3 separate regions of the Anser cygnoides genome follow, and all the other regions are linked to region 3. Evidence: chromatin contacts called from public Hi-C data. All regions are on one chromosome and are shown on one strand. Each heading gives the region's core, a stretch centred on a gene start, on an enhancer-like site or on the middle of the called end of the contact. The rest is flanking DNA. Distances are from core to core; before and after follow the strand shown.

Region 1 (2,700 bases), core at 196-2,695, 88 kb after region 3:
AATTAAGAGTTCAATAACATCCGCTATCAACTTTTAAACGCTGATAAGGAATCCATGGAAAAGAACATTTGTGGACATGCAGCAGCACTGCGGCATAGCAAGCCCTATCTGTTCTCCCTGTAGTAGTGAGGACGTGCCACTCCACTGAAGTAGATGGAAGTTTTGCTCCCAAACCCTTGAAGGACAAAATTCCTTCATAGTGTGCACACACATGAGCAAAGCCATCTCCTCCTGCAACCCTCGGTGTAACGGTACAAAGCACAACCTGACATTAAAACATGCTAGTGGTACAGAGAAACCAAAACGAGCCCTATTTTTCTAAGGCAGTGCAATTCCAACAGCAAAAGGATCCAGAAGGCAGCTGTGGAGGTGAGGAAGAAGCCCCATGGAGATCAGCCTCTCCAGCAGAGAGCAAAGTGCCTCCCCTCCAGCCAGCGGGGCGGGATGCCCCTCTGAAGGGAGATGCCACTGCACAGCACACGCGAACCCAGCTTGCACTGCATCTCTGAAACAATACGCTCAGCATTTTGGTTCAGCTTTTCTTATTTCTGGTTTCCATACCATTGCTAATAATGAGCTGCCAGATGGCAAATGAAAAGAGTGTGCTGTGTGACCTTCAGTTGCTGAAGCAGAATGAACTTGGGGGAATCCTGTCACTGACAGGCAAGCACATCGCCTAGGAGGTGCCAAAATACTTGCACTGCCAGAGCCTCTTAAGGTGGAGGAAAACTACTCATCTATCTGGACTGCTGGATTTCTGTGAGGCTGTGAAGAGGAGGAACATAACTTAAACACAATTAGGCAAGATCATGAAAGCAAAATTAGAATTTCTATTTGCAAAGTTGTAGGAAACCTGTGCCTGTGTGCCTTTGCGTGTGTTTTGGAAACACCCAAGACACACCTTTATATAAAGAAAAGGGGAAAGAACTAAAGTTCCCTCACTTCCTTGCTCAGAAAACATTCATTGTTTGGATAAGCCACTAAATTAACTTCAGCTGTAGAGAAAATGACTCATTAAAGAGAACAATCAAAAATTTCACTGGAGAGGGGGGGAGGAGGTAAGGAGGAACTTTAACCTTCCCCCTCTCCTGCCAAATAAATGACACAGTAGTTTGAAAAAACAAACAGAATGCAATAACACTTCTTAATAAATAAGGCTTAAAACAGAAAGCTACATAGAACGGAGGTGAATGAAAAAAAAAAGTCACGCTAGAGACGATTCTGGTAGTTCTTGAAGCATGTTAATCCTCCAGCTGTACTCAAACTACATCTGGAACCGCTCCGTGGAGCGGCAGGAAGGCAGAGCTATCTTTCAGAGCTTACTTCCTAACACGGATCGTAGCGCTGGAAGCTCATCACATAGTTAAAAGCCAGTTTTGTTCTTGCAATCATATATCTGCTGGACAACATGCATTCAGCTTTTATATCACACCACAGGGGACAACACGCAAAAGACTTTTAATGAATGAACAACAATTTTCTTCCCCAGGCTCATCTGAGCTGCCACTAGATCAGCAGGGAATGTTTCAGGGAGACTGACGCTTCCTCGTGTCTGTCAGTGACTTACCAAACCTCCTACAATGAACTGGGGTCTGGGGGCAGAAGAGGGTCCCTGCCTGTTTCTCATGCGTCATCTGGAGTAACCCAGCAGGTCTGAACGACTGCTGCCTAAAGCCATTACACGTACTTAGCACTTTCACCTGAAAATGATTTCCATGTACACATGGCCTTATCTAAACTAGAAAACCTGATTTGTCAGCGAGGCTTTTGGTTTTGGAGGAAAGGTTTGTTTGAACTGATGACAAGCACAGACAGCTCTACCAGTATGGATGCTAAAAGCAGCAGTTCTGCTGGTGAAAGATGCCTTTTCTTATATACAGCTTACTATCTTTTTACCTGGACCAAAACAGGCCGTAATGGAAAAGGGTTTTCTCCATAGCATAAATACAGATATACCACGTTCAAGTCCTGTAAATCAAAGGCTACAATTAAGTGTTCTGCAGTCTCGTTTATTCTGAACACTCACCATACAGCACTCCTGTATTTTGTACAAGTCTTTCGCCTTTACCTGTTTCCTCAGCCTACATGCAAATACTAAAATGTGGCCCAGATCCATGCGGCACAAGACATCACAAGAGACATTTGCTAAAGGAATAAAAACTGATGAGCTACTCTAACAAACATAGAAGTAAACAAGCTTGAATCGAGACAGATCAAATGTCTTCACCAATCTGCAGAAGAATTTTTGGAAAAGATGAAATACCCAAGGTAGGAGATAAATTAGACAGTGAATTACAGATCATTTTGTAGCACTTTAGAACTAACTCATTAGTAGAGCTAATTAAAATTAATGGAGACTTGCTATAAATTCAAACAAGAACAGTGTAGTAACAGCTTACAGAAGAAAAAAAGTTTAAAGGGACACATCCTAAAAGGAGGTATATGATGCCTCAGCCCCCTCAGCTTCAAGCAGGCTACAGCAATTTACATCAGCTGCAGATTCCTCCCCTTTCCCACCAAGATGAGAAATATTTCATAGCACTCATGCAAAAGGATCATCATGCAAACATTCCTCCAAAATATGTTTACACAAATGTTACCAATATCTTACACCATTTTTTTCCCTCTAACAATCCTTGGCACGTCAACGCTTCCTACTACTGCAAGCACACAATGAAATCAGTGTAAGTAACTTCATTC
Region 2 (2,700 bases), core at 77-2,576, 110 kb after region 3:
GCAATGGCAAAGTGCTCGTCCTTGGTGTAGAGGGCCACCAGGTGCTTGTTCTTGGAGTCAGCCCGTTTGTTGATGTTGAAGCAGCTTTCCAGTGGGATGGAGCGCTTGGGGGCCCCTGACTTGTGTCTCCATTTCTTCTCATTCTCGTAATACTCCAGCCGGGCGGGTCCAGACTCGCTGGCTGCCCTCAGCACGAAAAAGCGTTTATGCATGCTCTTGGGTTTGCGCAAGTAACCCACCTTTCTGACATCTGAGAAGAAGCCCTCGTTATTATCTGTGGGGCTGGCCATGGCGAGAGGTGGCGGTGCTGTTACAGCAGTCAGTAGTACACAAGACCCCAAAACAGCCAAGCCAGCCGGAAAAGACAACCACCTAAAACAAAATTCATGCAACAACAATTAATAATAATAAAAAAAAGGCAAAAGAGCTCAGGATCCCCTTTTGAAAACAGGGCAGAAGCAGGGGGCGAGCAGCTGTTCAGCGGCAGAGGCAGCTTCCAGCACCAAATCAGAGTTTGTGTCGCTGTTTATGCCCGAATCGCCCTCAGATGGGTGAGCGTGTCCATAAAAAGTCCAGTCCCGCTCGGTGCAGCCGAAAGCCTCGTCCCAGGAGCAGCGGCCGGGGTGGGGACACGCATCCTGCGGGCCTGGGGTGCCCGCCTGGCCCAGCACCCCGCTTCCCTTCGCAAGTTTGCCTCCGCGAGTAGCGATTTCTGCTGCAGATTAAATATCCTCTTGGGGGCGGAGATTGTTTTGCAAAGTCCGGGCTTTGCACCCGAAAAAAAAAAAAAAAAAGCACTCTTCGTCCCCCCAAAAAATAAAAAAAAAAAAACAAAAATAACAAACAACCACAAGGCAGCCGCCCTCCAAGTATCAGCGCTGAGGTTGCTGCTGCTGCTGCTTCTCCCGCTCGGCCGTGCGGAGGAGGCTGGCGACCCCATTCAGTCCCATCTCGTTAGGCGCACAAAGTGCCATCTCCAGGCGCGGCGGCGGTAGGCAGGCAGGCAGGCAGGCACATCCCCTCTTCCTCCTCCTCCTCATTCCAGGCGGCAGCGCCTCGGCGCCCGGCGGCGCAGCCCCCTCCCGCGCCCCAGGCCGGCGGCGGCTCCCTGCGGGCCGGCTTCTCCGCGGACTTTCCCGGCGCCCCGCACCCAGACCGGTGGCGGGGACCCCCTCCGCCCGCCGCCGCAGCTCAGGCTCGCTCCGAGGAGAACGACGCGGGACGGCGCCGCTGCGTGGACCATCCCCGGAGCCGCCGCCGCTGCCGCCGCCAGGCTCCCGGCCAGCCCTCCGCTCCCTCCCTCCCTGCCCTCATTCAGCGCGGCCGCGGGGGCCGCCGCCGCCGCCACCGCCGGGCCCGGCCCCGGCTCCAGCCCCAGCTCCGCCCGCCGGGGGCCGCGGCCCGCATTGGTGCCGCCGCCCGTCAGTCAGGGAGGCGGCGCCCGGGCCGCGCTGAGGCGAGGCGGGGAGCGAGGAGGAGGCGGTGACGCCATTTGGCGGCGTGGTGGTTGTGGAAGCCGCTGGCGGGGCAGCCCCCGAGCCCCCCGGTGAAGTGTGCCCCCGCCCGCCAAGCGAGTCCCGCTCGGCAGAAATGCCGGGGGAAGGTTCCCCGAATAAAATTATTTGACTCTGCGTAGCGTCAAGTAGCCGAGTGTGTTTTCCCGCATCGTTGTGGGCTGAGTTAAACTGAATATTCAACGCGCTCTGCAGTTAGCAGGGCCGAAACGTGCTGCATGCACAACTTCCACCTCCGAGGAGGAAACAAGTGCTGCAAGCCTACTCCGGAAAATAAATTGCTCAATGCTGCCATCTCCAGGGCGGCTCGGGGCGCTCCTGGCTCAGCTCCGTCCCTGGAGAGAGGCAGGGGCCCTGCGCCCAGCCCGGTTCCCGTGCCCCGCCGCCATTTCCCCGCGCGCCCGGGCCCTGCTGCTCCTCAGCGCCCCAACAAGGCTCGTGCCCGCCCGTCAGGTTGAAACCTTCCCCTTCTGGGGAGTCACGTAGGCCCAAACACGGAACGAATAAGCTAAAGGCTTTTCCAGTGCATTACAAACTGTTGTCTGGAGATTGTGGCTTTGCAACTATTTGAGGCCACAGCTTTGCTGCTCAAAATGGGAAAAATTCCCCTGAAATATTTGCAGACACGTGGAAAACTCAGAGAGGACAACAGGCAGCACTGCGGACCCCTGTCTCTTGATCTCTTACAGATAACACAAACCATAGCTCTGTTTAACGGCATTTACCGAACACACGGTAACAACTTGCAATGTAAGAGCAGAATCTACTTGGTAAGACATAAGGACTGAGCAGAGAATAGCCTATACCATAACAACCTGTACTATCATCTCGTTCTTTCCTCCCCTTCATGCTGCAGTTCGCCATGACAGAAGCGTATGTTTGTATTGAAAATAAATCCATTGTATGTACCTTGAGATGAAGCTTGCTACATCTTGAAATAGGATGTCAGCAAATTGCTTCCCCAGCCCATGTCATGGAGCTGTGGGACAGAATTGCGATCAGCTATCGCGGCTGTCACTAACACCAGGTATGTTTTGTTGGCAGAGGGCACCACCACCATACACGCGTTGAGCTGCACACACTAAAAAGGCAGTGGTTCCTGTGGCAAGAGAATAGCTCCTGAGCTTCCTCTCCCTGTCCCTCCACAGATGTGGGAATGCATGTTTGTGCACAGAATATAGACTAT
Region 3 (2,700 bases), core at 74-2,573:
AGCTGGAGAGTCCATAGGCAGGAACACCAGAGGACACATTTGGGCTACACTGCACTGGATGAAAAATACAATGCTCCCAGCCTGCCCGTCTTTAAGAAGAGATAGAAAATGACACATTCCCTCCTGTACCCCCAGAAGCATTCATGTGAACTGGCCAGTGTTCCCAAAAGACAGAAACAAAAACACCCTGCGGCCTGGTTCAATTCCTGGACCACCAGTTGGCCATCCCAGATGTGAAACATCAGACTCTTAGATCCTGTCATCAGTCCAGGATTTGCTGACCTCACTTTCCATTAACTCAGTCAGCACAAGGCCAGCCAGGTGCTTTCTGTACACTGAGATTTGTCCTGTCACAGCTACAACAAGGACTACCCTCCAGCAGTGAATCAGGGCTATTAATGAGCATAAACATGGCCTTCATAGAGTTGTCCCAATTCATGTAAGGACATCAAGCTGCTGTCCTTAAGTAGTGGTGTTTTAGCACTTCAAAAATGCTGAATACTAGGAGCCAGGATTCTACAAGGTCTCAGGCAGCCTCAGAGTTTCCCATAGCTATGAAGGGGCATTCCCAACACCTGGCTGGCTCTGTTAAAATTGGTGCAGTTGCACATGTACAAAGAAGGAGAGGCTTGCCAAACTTCCCTTGCATGCACATTTATTGCTGCCGTGCCCCAGGTAATGTAATTTGAACATTTCTGTCCTTATTTATGTTCCATGTGATTTCCTTTGCATAGCTGACATCTTGGGTAGCCCAAGATCTGCTTTTTGCAGACTTTATAGCCATATAACTAATAGTGTGAGGTGAGCGTCTTTTTTATTTTAAACCAACCCACTCAGCTCTGCCTCTCAGATAAAGCCAGCTATGAAGGCGCCCTGTAGTGGTACAATGTATTCCTCCTGTCATCTTCACAGTGCTGCAGCCGAGGCCCAGGCTATCGGGGCCTTTAAAAAGCCACAGCTCAAGCAGCAATAAATCCTCTTAAATTGCATACCCATAACCCCCTGACCAAAATATGGCTGTGACATTTCCTTTTGTTTGCCGGGAGAAATCCCGTTGTGCCTTGAGGGGTGGGAGAAACAACTTTCAAAAGGCAGCTCCCCCAGGGGCAGCCAGCCCGCCATGGGGCCAAGCGTGGCCCCGGGCCCCACGGCCACCTGGGCCAGGCAGGCTCTCCACAGCCTGGGTGTGCACTCGCTGGAGGCTCGCACGCCGCCGGAACGGGAAGCCCTCGTTGCATTTAATTGTTTTCCTGAATGCCTTTATGAACAACAGCAAAAGGAAATATTACAGCCTGGCCGGCAGCCAGGGGCCTGCTCAGTGCCACGGCGCGGGGCTCGGAGCAGCCAAGGCAAACACACTCCCAGCGCTGCCGCTATTTTCGCCTGTGTTTCAAATTAACCGCTGCCTTTCAGAGGGCTCTCTGGCCCCTGCTTCCAGACTAGGGGGACACAGCCCTTTTGTTTCTAACGTGGCTGGCTACCTCCAGCACTGCTACCGGTGCTCCTGGGCTGCCCGGGCACCCACCACCCCACCGCTGGGCCCTACTGCTCCTCCACATTGCGGGGCCCAGCAGCGAGGGCTGTGGCAGTGGGCACGCGGGGTCCAGCCCCACGCAGTGAGCCCTGTGGCAGCAGGGCTGTGGTAACCAGCCAGGGCAGGGGCAGCCAGGAAAGCCCTGAGGCCCTCAGAGCTGCGGCAGTGCTTTGTGCTGGGATGTGTATTGGTTCATTCGGAGCAAAAGCCTCTCCGCAGCCTGGGAGGCAGAAAAATGAAAGTGGTTTCCCCTTCCACAAAGTGCAGTGGGGCTGAGAGTGGGGCAGGAGGGAGCACACCCAGGCACATTGAGCTGTGTCCAGGCCAAGGCCTAGGGAGCCACCATGAACCCCTTAACAGGGAGGGTCAGGTCAAAGCAAAGCCTGGCAGCCAGCCTGGCCCCCCACAGCACCCACAGGCTCCTAGTGCCAGGGGGAGAGGAGGGCGAGGGCGAGCCAGAAGTCACACCATCGCCTGCACTGCCCTCAGCCCAGCTCCCGGGGACCTGCCCTGTGAAGAGCAAGACCCAGGGTGCTCCTTCTGGCCCGCAGCACAGTCGTGCCCCGGTCACTGGCTGGCTGCCCGTAGGGCAAAGCTGGACCGAGATTTTGCCTTTCAAGATGGCCATGGTGGGAGCACATGTGAAAGCAGTTAACTGTACAGCTATTTGGTCACAGGAATTTACATGCTCAGCTGCTGAATGTAGCAGGAGGCTGTATGCTTAACTGGAGATGTTTAATAGATTTGTAGCAATGGGTGGTGGGGCTTTTATGTGCAGCAATCTGTGTAGCTGTAGAGCAAAAAACATGCAGCAAGTCCGTATCACTAAACCCATTAACTTCAGAGCAAGGGCACCAGGGTGAAACCTGGCACAGGGCTGAGGCAGGACCAGCCATGCTTTACTCTCCAAACCAGCCAGCGGTGGGACTGGAGTGGCACAAAGGACCACAGCTGACATGGTGCCAGGAGGTCAGTTCCTCCCACCATCATCTTCCAAGCTCCCCAGGCAAATTTGAGAATCACCATTTTACAAGTGTTAATAACTTCCAAGTAATTTTCCAGGCTCTACTAGCAACATGTTTTGAGTTTGCAAGAGGCCCGGGCAGAGAGAGAGCTCTTTAAAAAGTAAAAATTAGGGGGATCAAGATAAGAAAATAAATACTGCT

What was found. Hi-C and Micro-C count contacts between places; a contact is called where the count stands out from the background.
Region 1: a contact with region 3 is called in a Hi-C map of liver, with 2.0 times the contacts expected there. The contact joins two enhancer-like sites. A contact is called at or near these places in 3 of 7 Hi-C or Micro-C datasets (all in liver).
Region 2: a contact with region 3 is called in a Hi-C map of liver, with 2.6 times the contacts expected there. The contact joins the promoter of IRS1 here to the enhancer-like site in region 3. A contact is called at or near these places in 3 of 7 Hi-C or Micro-C datasets (all in liver).

Annotation. Positions count from the first base shown.
Region 1 is chr9:3,995,821-3,998,520 of Taihu_goose_T2T_genome, reverse strand. The region is part of intron 1 of IRS1 (insulin receptor substrate 1); the gene reads right to left. Among named protein-coding and RNA genes, the nearest start is that of IRS1, 18 kb to the right of the region's middle. Within about 2 kb of position 1,445, at least 1 of the 3 cell types and tissues checked has open chromatin away from gene starts, as enhancers often do. A contact at or near this core is called in liver, where this site is marked.
Region 2 is chr9:3,977,937-3,980,636 of Taihu_goose_T2T_genome, reverse strand. It overlaps IRS1 (insulin receptor substrate 1), which reads right to left and starts at 1,326. Exons shown (of 2, transcript XR_010833502.1): 1 at 1-1,326.
Region 3 is chr9:4,084,069-4,086,768 of Taihu_goose_T2T_genome, reverse strand. The region is part of intron 4 of LOC106036254 (a long non-coding RNA gene); the gene reads right to left. Among named protein-coding and RNA genes, the nearest start is that of IRS1, 110 kb to the right of the region's middle. Within about 2 kb of position 1,323, at least 2 of the 3 cell types and tissues checked have open chromatin away from gene starts, as enhancers often do. A contact at or near this core is called in liver, where this site is marked.